2 separate regions of the Mus musculus genome follow, and region 2 is linked to region 1. A link is a contact called in public promoter capture Hi-C data. All regions are on one chromosome and are shown on one strand. The core of a region is the stretch at or near the end of the contact, and the rest is flanking DNA. Distances in the headings are between cores, read along the strand shown. Region 1 holds the start of D630003M21Rik (RIKEN cDNA D630003M21 gene). Region 2 overlaps Rprd1b (regulation of nuclear pre-mRNA domain containing 1B).

Evidence for each region. Promoter capture Hi-C pulls out the DNA fragments that hold promoters and counts their contacts.
Region 2: a contact with region 1 is called in a promoter capture Hi-C map of liver. The contact joins the enhancer-like site here to the promoter of D630003M21Rik in region 1. A contact is called at or near these places in 9 of 39 promoter capture datasets (3T3-L1-derived adipocytes, the C10 cell line, the HPC-7 cell line and 6 more), 4 of 484 Hi-C or Micro-C datasets (CD8 T cells, bone marrow-derived macrophages, embryonic fibroblasts and 1 more), 2 of 115 datasets of contacts at active chromatin or transcription factors (the HPC-7 cell line and embryonic hindbrain) and 3 of 9 other capture datasets (adipose tissue, liver and pancreatic islet).

The regions. Positions count from the first base shown.
Region 1 is chr2:158,226,520-158,231,418 of GRCm38.p6, reverse strand. It overlaps D630003M21Rik (RIKEN cDNA D630003M21 gene), which reads left to right and starts at 2,195. Exons shown (of 14, transcript NM_177657.5): 1 at 2,195-2,335. The coding sequence starts at 2,333.
Region 2 is chr2:158,038,444-158,043,126 of GRCm38.p6, reverse strand. All of the region lies in intron 2 of Rprd1b (regulation of nuclear pre-mRNA domain containing 1B), which reads right to left. Among named protein-coding and RNA genes, the nearest start is that of Rprd1b, 12 kb to the right of the region's middle. Within about 2 kb of position 3,261, at least 2 of the 459 cell types and tissues checked have an H3K27ac peak or open chromatin away from gene starts, as enhancers often do. A contact at or near this core is called in liver, where this site is marked.

The DNA of each region.
Region 1 (4,899 bases), core at 946-3,445:
ATTGTCCTTCTAAGGCTTAAGGACAGTGACCCAGGCAAGAGGAATGTCTGGGACTCATGCAGGCAGCACACCAAGGTAGTTAATGGAGTGGTTTCTAGAATGGAGGCCTTGTTCAGTCCAGGAATGCAGCTCTCTACCCCCACCCCACCCCCTAGGCTCTGCCTGGGGCTCTTCATCTCTCAAGTGTTGCCAGTGGCTGGGTCCGCCCCACAGTTTACTTGTGAGAGTGTCTGATGTGCAGAAAGTTCCATTTTAGCATGCTCACAGCTTGAAGTCGTCCTCCAGGTTTTCAGGGGCTTCTAGATTATTCCCGACGGTGAGACTCCTGGAGCATCCTTCCCGGAGGAGAGACCCAAGCTTTCTCAAAGACTCTGTAAGCTCCTAAGGCCTTTTCAATTCCATTTTCTCTGCTTACTTAGTTCAGAATCCTTTCTGTCTCCCGTGACCCTGGAAAACTGACCCTTTTGCTAGTTGTGTCTCCTCGTTGCAGTCCGCGGAACTCACAACCCCACCTCCCAGCTGAATTCTGCACAGTAAACTGAAGGCTGTTTCTTCCCCTTAAACAAATGCATTCCTATGGGGCTGTTGGCAGAGTGTTTGCCTAGCGTGTACAAAGGCCCAGACCCACATAAAACACAAGTAGCAGCGCATGCCTGTGACCTCAGCACTTGGGAGGCAGAGACAGAAGGGTCAGAAGGTCAAGGCCATCCTCAGCTGCATATGGAATTTTACCTCAGGCTGGGACACATAAGACCCTTCTCAAACAAAACAAAACAACAACAACAAAAGCCCCCTCCCCTCTCTGCTTCTTAGGGAGGGATTATCTGATGTTTAAATAACATCCCTAAGGAATGCTCGGAGCCCCACAGCAGAGTGAGATTACTAGTTGGGAATTACTAGTCCCTCAGTAAAAAAGGATTTGGGATGGCTCCTAGCACAGGTTCTTGTGAAGAGACTAGATAATCAATGGGTGGGGTAGGGTGCGGTGAGGGGGACATGACTGTGGATAAGCCTTAGAAGGGAAGCCTTTACCACCATGCCATCCTGCGGTCTCCACTTACTTGTCCCAATCTTTTTAAGCCATCCCCCTGGAGGCCTCCCGTGGCCTGTTCCCACTGCCTGGAATTCCATTTCCTGCGGCCCCTCTCTGTTCACTCAGGTCTCGTCATTCTAATAATAATAATAATAATAATAATAATAATAATAATAATAATATTTTTCCTGAGTGTGTATCTGTGTACCATGTGTGTTCCTGGTGCCCTCTGAGGTTAAAGAGGGCCTTAGATTCCCTTAGCAGGTAGTTGTGAATGGCCATATGGGTGCTGGGAATTGAACCTGTGTCTTGGAGAAGGGTGGCCAAATCTCTCCAGCCCCCTCTCGGGAGTTTCTGATCAACTCCATTCCTTTTCAGCAGTTAACTCACGGTTATTTTTTCTGTTCCTCTCGTTCTTGTTCCCATTCCCCGTAGGTGACAACCCCCACCCCCTTCCATCGCTCCCCAAGGACAGGGAGTCTGTGTCGTTCTGGCTCAGTGCAGTATTTGATAATAAAAAGCTCGATTCCAGAGTCATCCAACGGGAAAGCTACTACAGAACACCTCAGGAAGGGGCTTCCAAACAGCCCACCTCTCCTTCCACGATTGGTTCCGTGGTAGGGAGTCCACAGGCGTGGTGGGTGTCTGGGGCACCCTGCCTCATAGCAATGTGGGTGTCTGCCATGGGAGCTTCAAGTTCTTGAAGGCTCTGTGTGTGTGTTAGCCGCCATCCCAAGCCTGACACTGGGCCGTCAGGACTGATGCTGACATCTACTCCCCAATTCCAGGAAGGGGTGCTATCCTCACCAGCATCACCTCCACCACCTTCCTATTTTACAGTTGAAAAACTGAGGCTTAGGAGACAAAATGACTTGCAGATAGGAACAAGAAGCCAGCAGTCCTGGGTGGGGACGCTGGAGGGAGCGCTGGGCAGCGCCAGACACCCCTAGACTGTTCCGGTGGCCTCGGCAGGGGGTGCGGAGTGGACCAACGTCGGGCTCCTGTCACCCGCAGCGGCGGCGGCAGCAGGGCGGCGCAGAGCAAGGCGTCGCACAAAGGGCCGCTGTCCCGCCGCCGCCCCGCCCCCCCCCCACGGGGTGGCCCGCCTCTTCCCCCCCCCCCCTTTTCGCCTCCTCAGCCTGGGTCCCCTCTCCCTCTTCCCTGTCCGGGTCTGGCTGCCCCTCGGGATGAGGCCGGGTTAGGAGTACTCCTCTCGCCCTTCGCACTCTCTCCAGAGCTAGGAGAGCCAGAGCTTCGCGGGACAGAGACTGCCAACGCGGGGACCAGAGGAGCATCACCATGGTAACGCCCTCCTGGGCCTGGACCACCTCACTCTGCTGGGTTTTCTCCAGCACGCCCCCACCCCACCCCACCCCCCCGCGCCCCCGGGTGTGTGTGTGTGTCTGTGTGTGCACACGCGGCGCGCACGCACGCACGCACCTAGAGACCCTCGGTTCCTGGTGTGGGTCGTTGCTTAACTGCGTGCGCAGCTCCCGCAGAATTAGGGCAAGAGTGGGGCTCAGATCCACCCCTGGGCCTCGCGTCCTGCCTGGGCCTCTCTGCAGAGATGCACGCTTTCATCTCGCTCCAAACCAGTATGCAAATTTGAACTGGAGTTCTGGACCTTGAGCCTTGCAGAAAACTTGGTTGTTTTTTTTTTTTTTTTTTTTTTTTTTTTTTTTTTAGCGCTTTAAACTTTATGCTGACTGACAGTGCTGTGTCCTGTAGGGGGTCTGGAATGAGAGGGAAATCAAAGTCGTCGTGTCCCCCCCCCTCCCCCCCCCCCCCCGCCCCAACCCAGCACAGAACAGTAGTGCTGAGAAAGGGCGGACCCTGAGGGCAGGAGAGTGGGTTCGAGGGACTTGCTCACCAAATCTTGGGTGCCTTTGCTATTTTAGATACGGTGGTTTGGCACGGGGCCTTCCCATGGGCATGAGGTGTAGAGGCATCTGGGGAGAAGGCGGAGGGCTTACTTCTGTGCATGGGTTTCCTGGACTGCACCTGGGAACGGGACCTCTAGGAGAGTTGTGTGTGCCTTTGTGCCTGTGTCTGGGAAGAAGGAGTCAAAGTGAAGTCTGTTGCTCAGAGTCTTAGCTGGGCTCCAGACAGGTTCAGGATTGGGGAAGATTCTCTGGAGCAATTTTGCAAATCTCCGGGGATTTGGACAGAGCTGGGAGATGGGCCAGGGCATTCACCCCCTGACTCTGATTTGCTGTGCTGGCTTGGGTGGGCTTCCCTTCCTGTGTAGATCCATACCCAGAACTCTACAGAGAAATGCATTCACTCCGTGCCTGCACACACCAATCCCCGAACCACAATGAACACAAGCACACGGGGCTCATGTATCTGCTTGCTCGGGCTGAAATATGGACAGACACCTCTGCACACAGACAGTACAAAACTAGGCTCCCAAACTCAGACCCCAGAGCCAGAGGCACGGTAGACACCGCTCTTGGGGCATAAAAGTACATCCTAAGTGGTTCGGCCTAAGGCAGTGTTTGTCTGCCTCTCTCTATAGCAAGACCCTGTGCTGGGCTCTCTATGAGTGGGAGACATACCACGCCCACCAACTCTAACTGCAGACTTGTAGCCCCTCATCTCACCGATGAGAGCCTGAAGCCAAGGAGCCTACACTGTCACCCTTCCAGAAGTATGAAGCAGAACCGCTGGAATTCACACCCTGCAAAGTCACCTCGGTGCCACAGCTCATCTGTCTGTCAAAGCTCTGGTTTTGACGGAATCAGTTTATTCATTTTTCTTAAAAACAAACAAACAAACCCTCAGTAAACCCCGGATTCTCAGGTCAAAGGTCAGGCCCTGGGGTGCTCCTCAGAACAGCCGAGAGAGTCTTTCCTGAGGGGTAGGACAGCCATGTTTTCATCTCTGCCTTTATTTACATATGTGTGTGTACATATGCACATGCACGTGTATGTGCATGCGTGTGCATGCGCATGTGTATGCATATGCATGTGTGTGTATCTTGTGATGTGGTGTTAGGGAATGTCCATGTTTGTATATGTATACATGTGAGGTGTGTATGGCACGGCACATGCCTGTGTATGTGTGCCTGCATCACATGCAAGCCGGAGGAGGGCCTTCATAACTTCCGTCCACTCCTTAGAGCCAGGGTCTCTCCCTGAATCTGGATTTTGCATTTTATTGGCTAGGCTAGAAATATCCCAGGGATTCTCCCATGCCTGTTCGGCTCCGTGATGGGTGTGTGAGCATGTATGCGACGACATCCAGGTTATTATGTGGGCACTGGGGTCTACACCACTATTTTCCCTTTGACTAGAAATGTAATCACCTCTTCTCCCATCTTTGAGCCCTGAATACTCAGACCTGGCTTCAGAATCCCTCAGGGTTCACGGTCCCTCCTGCCCCAGGACCTTTGCATGTGCTTTCTTTGCCGGGAAATTCCTCTTTCCTGTAATATCCACCCAAACCAAACCACCGTGCTATATCTGCTCACAATCCGCTCACTGCAGCGTGTCACTCTAGCATGCCTTTGCAGCATGCGTGTGGAGGTTAGAGGACAACTGTCAGAGTGGATTCTCGCCTTCTGTAGTGTGATCAAACTGGTCATCAGGCTTGGAAGCAAGTACCTTAACTTGCTGAGCCATTTGCTGGCCTCTGGAGGAGATTTAATACTGTGATTTTTAAAACCCATGGTTTCATGCATGCTAAGCAATGGCTCTACCACTGAGCCACACCCCCAGCTCTCTTTTTCACTTCGAGGCAGGATCCCACTAAGCTGCCTGGGCCAGCCTTCAACCTGCAACTCTTTCTCATATTTAGAGTAAATGGGCACGTCCAAGAGGAGTCTGTATTCCTTGCCTGTGAGCACAGGTGCCTTGGAAACCTAA
Region 2 (4,683 bases), core at 2,012-4,511, 190 kb after region 1:
AGAAAACAAAACAAAACTGACCATATTGATTTTGACAATTTAGCTTTTTAGAAGACATCAATTTGCTGGGTGGTGGTGATGGCGCATGCCTTTAATACTAGCACTTGGGAGGCAGAGGCAGGCGGATTTCTGAGTTTGAGGCCAGCCTGGTCTACAAAGTGAGTTCCGGGACAGCCAGGGCTACACAGAGAAACCCTGTGTGTGTGTGTGTGTGTGTGGGGGGGGGGCATCAATTTAAATACAATCCTATACATATACTGAACATTAAAATTAGCCACACCTTTAAGATTTTTAAAGCACATGTGTTTAAATTCACTATATTAACATTCCACACCTCTACATGCATAAATATGTGTGTACAATATGTGCCAAGTGTCTCAACCATAACAACTTTATAACAACTTTAACACTGGATTTAGTCTGAGTTCTGTGTCACCACTCATGTATCTAATGGATAATCTTGGAAAGCTCTGGAAATAATGCAGTCCTTTGTAATATTTATCTGAAAGAAAAAATCAGGCAATCTTTTTCTGGTCCATAATACCTGAGAGGGCAGCAGACAAGCAGGATGAGACTTTCTGAAGAGAGGCCCCTGCCACATATATACTCCCAGGCGCTCTCTGTTTAGTAAGACTGCATACAAGCCAACATCTAACACTGAGCACCTTAAGAAGGGACATCCTGAGACTCACAAGACGGCTCAGCAAATAAATAAGCTTGCCTCCAAGCCTGACAACCTGATTTCCATTCCTGGACCACACAGTAAAAAAAGAAAACCAATTCCTGCAAGTTTTTCAATGACCCCTTACAAGTAGGCCATGCTTCTTCCCAAATAAAACATAACTTTCAAAAAAGAGAGAGACCTGAACTATAGCTCAGTTGGCAAAATGCTTGCCTAGCTCTGGGTTCAATCCTCAACACTGTAACCTAGCACTGGGGAAGTGAACGGCATCAGAAATTCAAGGTCACGTATCCTCAGCTTCAGTGAGTTTGAGGCCAGGCTCAGATATATAAAACTATGCCAAAAAGGGGAGGGCAAACAACCTCCACATCTTAGGGTTGAAGTCAAGTATCTTTACTAACAACATCAAGAATACCAAATTCAACAGACAGGAACTATACCCACCTTCTGCACTGACAGCACTTCTGTGAAGCTTATGCTAACACTCAGCCTGGTCTGGCCAAGTGTCCTACTTACAAATTACTAGTAGCAAGTCCACTGAAATGAGATCAAAGTACTAAGTCAGGAAATGTATAAGTTAATTTTTTTTCTAACTCAGAGGTAAGTCCTAGGGAAACAGGGAAACCCTTCTGCTACATCTTAAAGAGCTCAGCTATAAGCAAGCACTCTATGGTTTATGCTAAGACACTCTCTTTCTTCACAGTGTATGCAGAAATTAGTTACTCTCACCCTGTCCTCTGCCAACAACCCGGCCCAAGGGGCAGCCCTCCGCTGGTTTCTCTGATAGCCTCATTACTGCTCTCCCGGCTTCCAGTCTTGCACTCCTACAGCCTACTCTCCAGTTTGAATAAAGTAATTCTAGCTGCCATGGGAAGGCATCTCTTGTTTCTTTCCATTCTTCTCAGAACAAAGTCCATACAAAGCCCTTGAGGCTTTCTGACCTCACCTATCCACTCTGGTCATCAGGCTTAGAGCCTAAGTCAGCTATGCCTCAGGTGGCCTCAGGTCTGTCCTTCCTGTCTCTCCAGCAGCAGCTCCCCAGTCCCAAAGACTGGCACTTCTTGCTCCTTCATGGGTTTCACACGACCCATCCCTCTCACCTGCTGCACAGGAGACCTGTTTATTCTTCCCATCTGAAGGTAACTTGAAGCCTCCGAGAAGGGGCTTGTTTTCACAGACACCATATTGGCTGAATCAATCTTTTTTTAAATGAATTTTTAAAATTTTTATATAAATATACTTGACTTCCAACTCTTTTGCATCAAAGTAATTCAAGTCATAAATTAAACAAACTGGTTTTCAAGTAAGGCACTGCGGTGAAGTAGACATCATTGTGGTACCTAAAATCAGATGTGGCTAGAGCAGGAAAGCAGTTGACAAAAGATGGGGCACTACTTTCCCAGGTTCACTGAGATTCTTGAGGCTGGGGATGTATAGCATTTGGCAATGTGCTTGCCTCGAATGTACAAAGCCCTGAGTTTGATCCCCAGCAGTGCATAAACTGGGCATGGTGGTCCATGCCTGCAATCTCAGGACTCAAGGGGGAAGGCTGGAGAATCCATTCAAAGCCATTCCTGACCACACAAATTCTTTGAAGGCTAGTTTGGGCAGCATGAAAACTTGTCTCCAAAACAAAACAAACAAATAAATAATAATGTGTATATGAGAGCTATCTAAGTGAAAAGTGTTTTTAAAATATTTGCCACTAAGCCATCAAGAGGCTCAATCACACACTTTCTGCTGTGATGCTCTGCTTCCCTGCAGCCCAGAAGAGGAGGAGCTGGCAGCATGAACTGAAGCCTTTGCAACCATGAGCCCAGCTACATCCTTACTCCCTTGTTTCTCTCTGGCATTCTTCCACCGTGACAGAAAGCTAAGACAGGAGCGGACCTGGAGATTGGGGTGAGGGTGGAAGTGGGGATCAGGACACTCTCCACTCCCAAATGATCTGGGTGCCTCACTTGTGTGAACAACATGGCTCTAAGTGAATGCCTACTTACTCTGCAGGAACAGTGACAAAAGCACCCTCCACAAATCCTAGAGGAGGCTCTGGGTGCTGAGTCCCTTCCCACCTCCTGTCACAATTACCCATGCACCTCTCCCCTTTGCTGACTGTTCTGTATCCCTGAGCGCAATAAAACCTAACAACCATGATACCTCCCAGGAAATTACCCACCTGGGAGAAGTATAAAGACCCACAAACAATAAGGAATTATCATGTATTTGGCAATAACTCCTGATTTACCTCTCAAGAAATTAAGTCTAGAATCAGGAATTAAGGCCACCAAGCCTGACAACCTGAGTTAAATTCCTGGGATTCCACATGGTGGAAGGAGTGACCTGACTTCTGGAACTCTGTGTGTTTGCTATAGCACATGTACATACACATGAGTGTGTATACACACAAATGACAAATGAAATTTTAGGGTTTATTTTTTAAAAAAATAGAAATTAGGGGGAGAGGGGTCCTGGAGAAATGGCTCAGCAACCACAGCACTTGCTGCTATTTCAGAGGACCCAGATTTGATTCCTGGAATCCACATGGAATCTCACAACTGCCTGCAACTCCAGTTCCAGGAAATCTGATGCCCTGTGTGGCCTCTGTGGCCACTAGGCACACATGTGATCAAGCAGGCACACATGTAGACATAATGCTCATATACATAAAATAACAAAGACTAAGTTTCTGTGAACTTGATACTAGTTTAACCATGTGTCCACCCACAATTGCCACTTGAAACACCTAACCAGCCGTCTCAAACTTAACATGGCCAAAACAAAACAAAAATTACTTCCTCCACCAAAGCTTCCCAGTCCTCGGTTCAGACCAGCCATCGACTCACACTAAAAATCTCTTTCTTGCCTCAATACCAGCTCCCTTTTCAAGACATCATGTACATTTTACAAGGGTGAAGACTCCAACTACAAAATAAGCATTCAATAAATGGAGAGAGCCTTCTCACTGCAAATGTCTTAACCAATCTCACCTTAGCCAACACCACAGCAACACTCCTTCTGAGCTCAGGTTTCCCTGCCCTTCACAACCCATTCTCTACACGGGCCTTTCATATATATGGTTTGCAAGTATGTGAATGTGTGTGTGTGTTGTTCTCTACCTTACAAACTGAGACAGGGTCTCTCAATTGTACCCAGAGATTGCTGATTCAGCTAGTCTGGCCTTTACCCACTCTGTCATCTCTTCTTTTTAAAGGCATCTAATAGAAACCTTTAAAAAGTATTAATTTGCCAGGAGGTGGTGGTGCACACCTTTAGTCCCAGTATTTAGGAGGCCAGCCTGGTCTACAGAGTAAGTTCCAGAACAGCCAGGGCTACACAGAGAAACCCTATCTCCAAAACCCACAAACAAACAAACTTAACAAAAATAAAAACTTTCTCTACAATATAATAAAAAGATATACACTTATTGCCTTATCATATATTAGAATAGTTGACTAAAAAGAGGGATATCTGCTAATGGAGTGAACTTTTCATTCAGGTACAATTTTTTTTTTTTTTTTGTTTTTTGAGACAGGGTTTCTCTGTGTAGCCCTGGCTGTCCTGGAACTCACTCTATAGTCCAGGCTGGCCTTGAATTCAGAAATCTGCCTGCCTCTGCCTCCCAAGTGCTGGGATTAAAGGTGTGCGCCACCACCACCACCTGGCTCAGGTACAATTTTACCAAAAGTGCTTACTCATGATTTTACAAATGGTTAAACTTTTCATGAACTGTCCCTGGCAGCACAATTAACAAATAGATTATGAGGGGGAAAGATCCTAGTTATATGGTTAGGTTTTGTTTTATGTTTTGTTTTCTTTCTCTAATTTTACCTGGGCTTTTTATAATGTCTACAGAAATGTTTTCATTCGCTGGCTTACAGTTCTTGACTGACACCCTATCAGAATAGACTCCCAGGGACTATGGAACCACTCCTTTCCTCTCTCTGATCTCATCTGGGGCCACATCTTACTTTGTTTACCATATCCATCTCATCCTGCTCCTC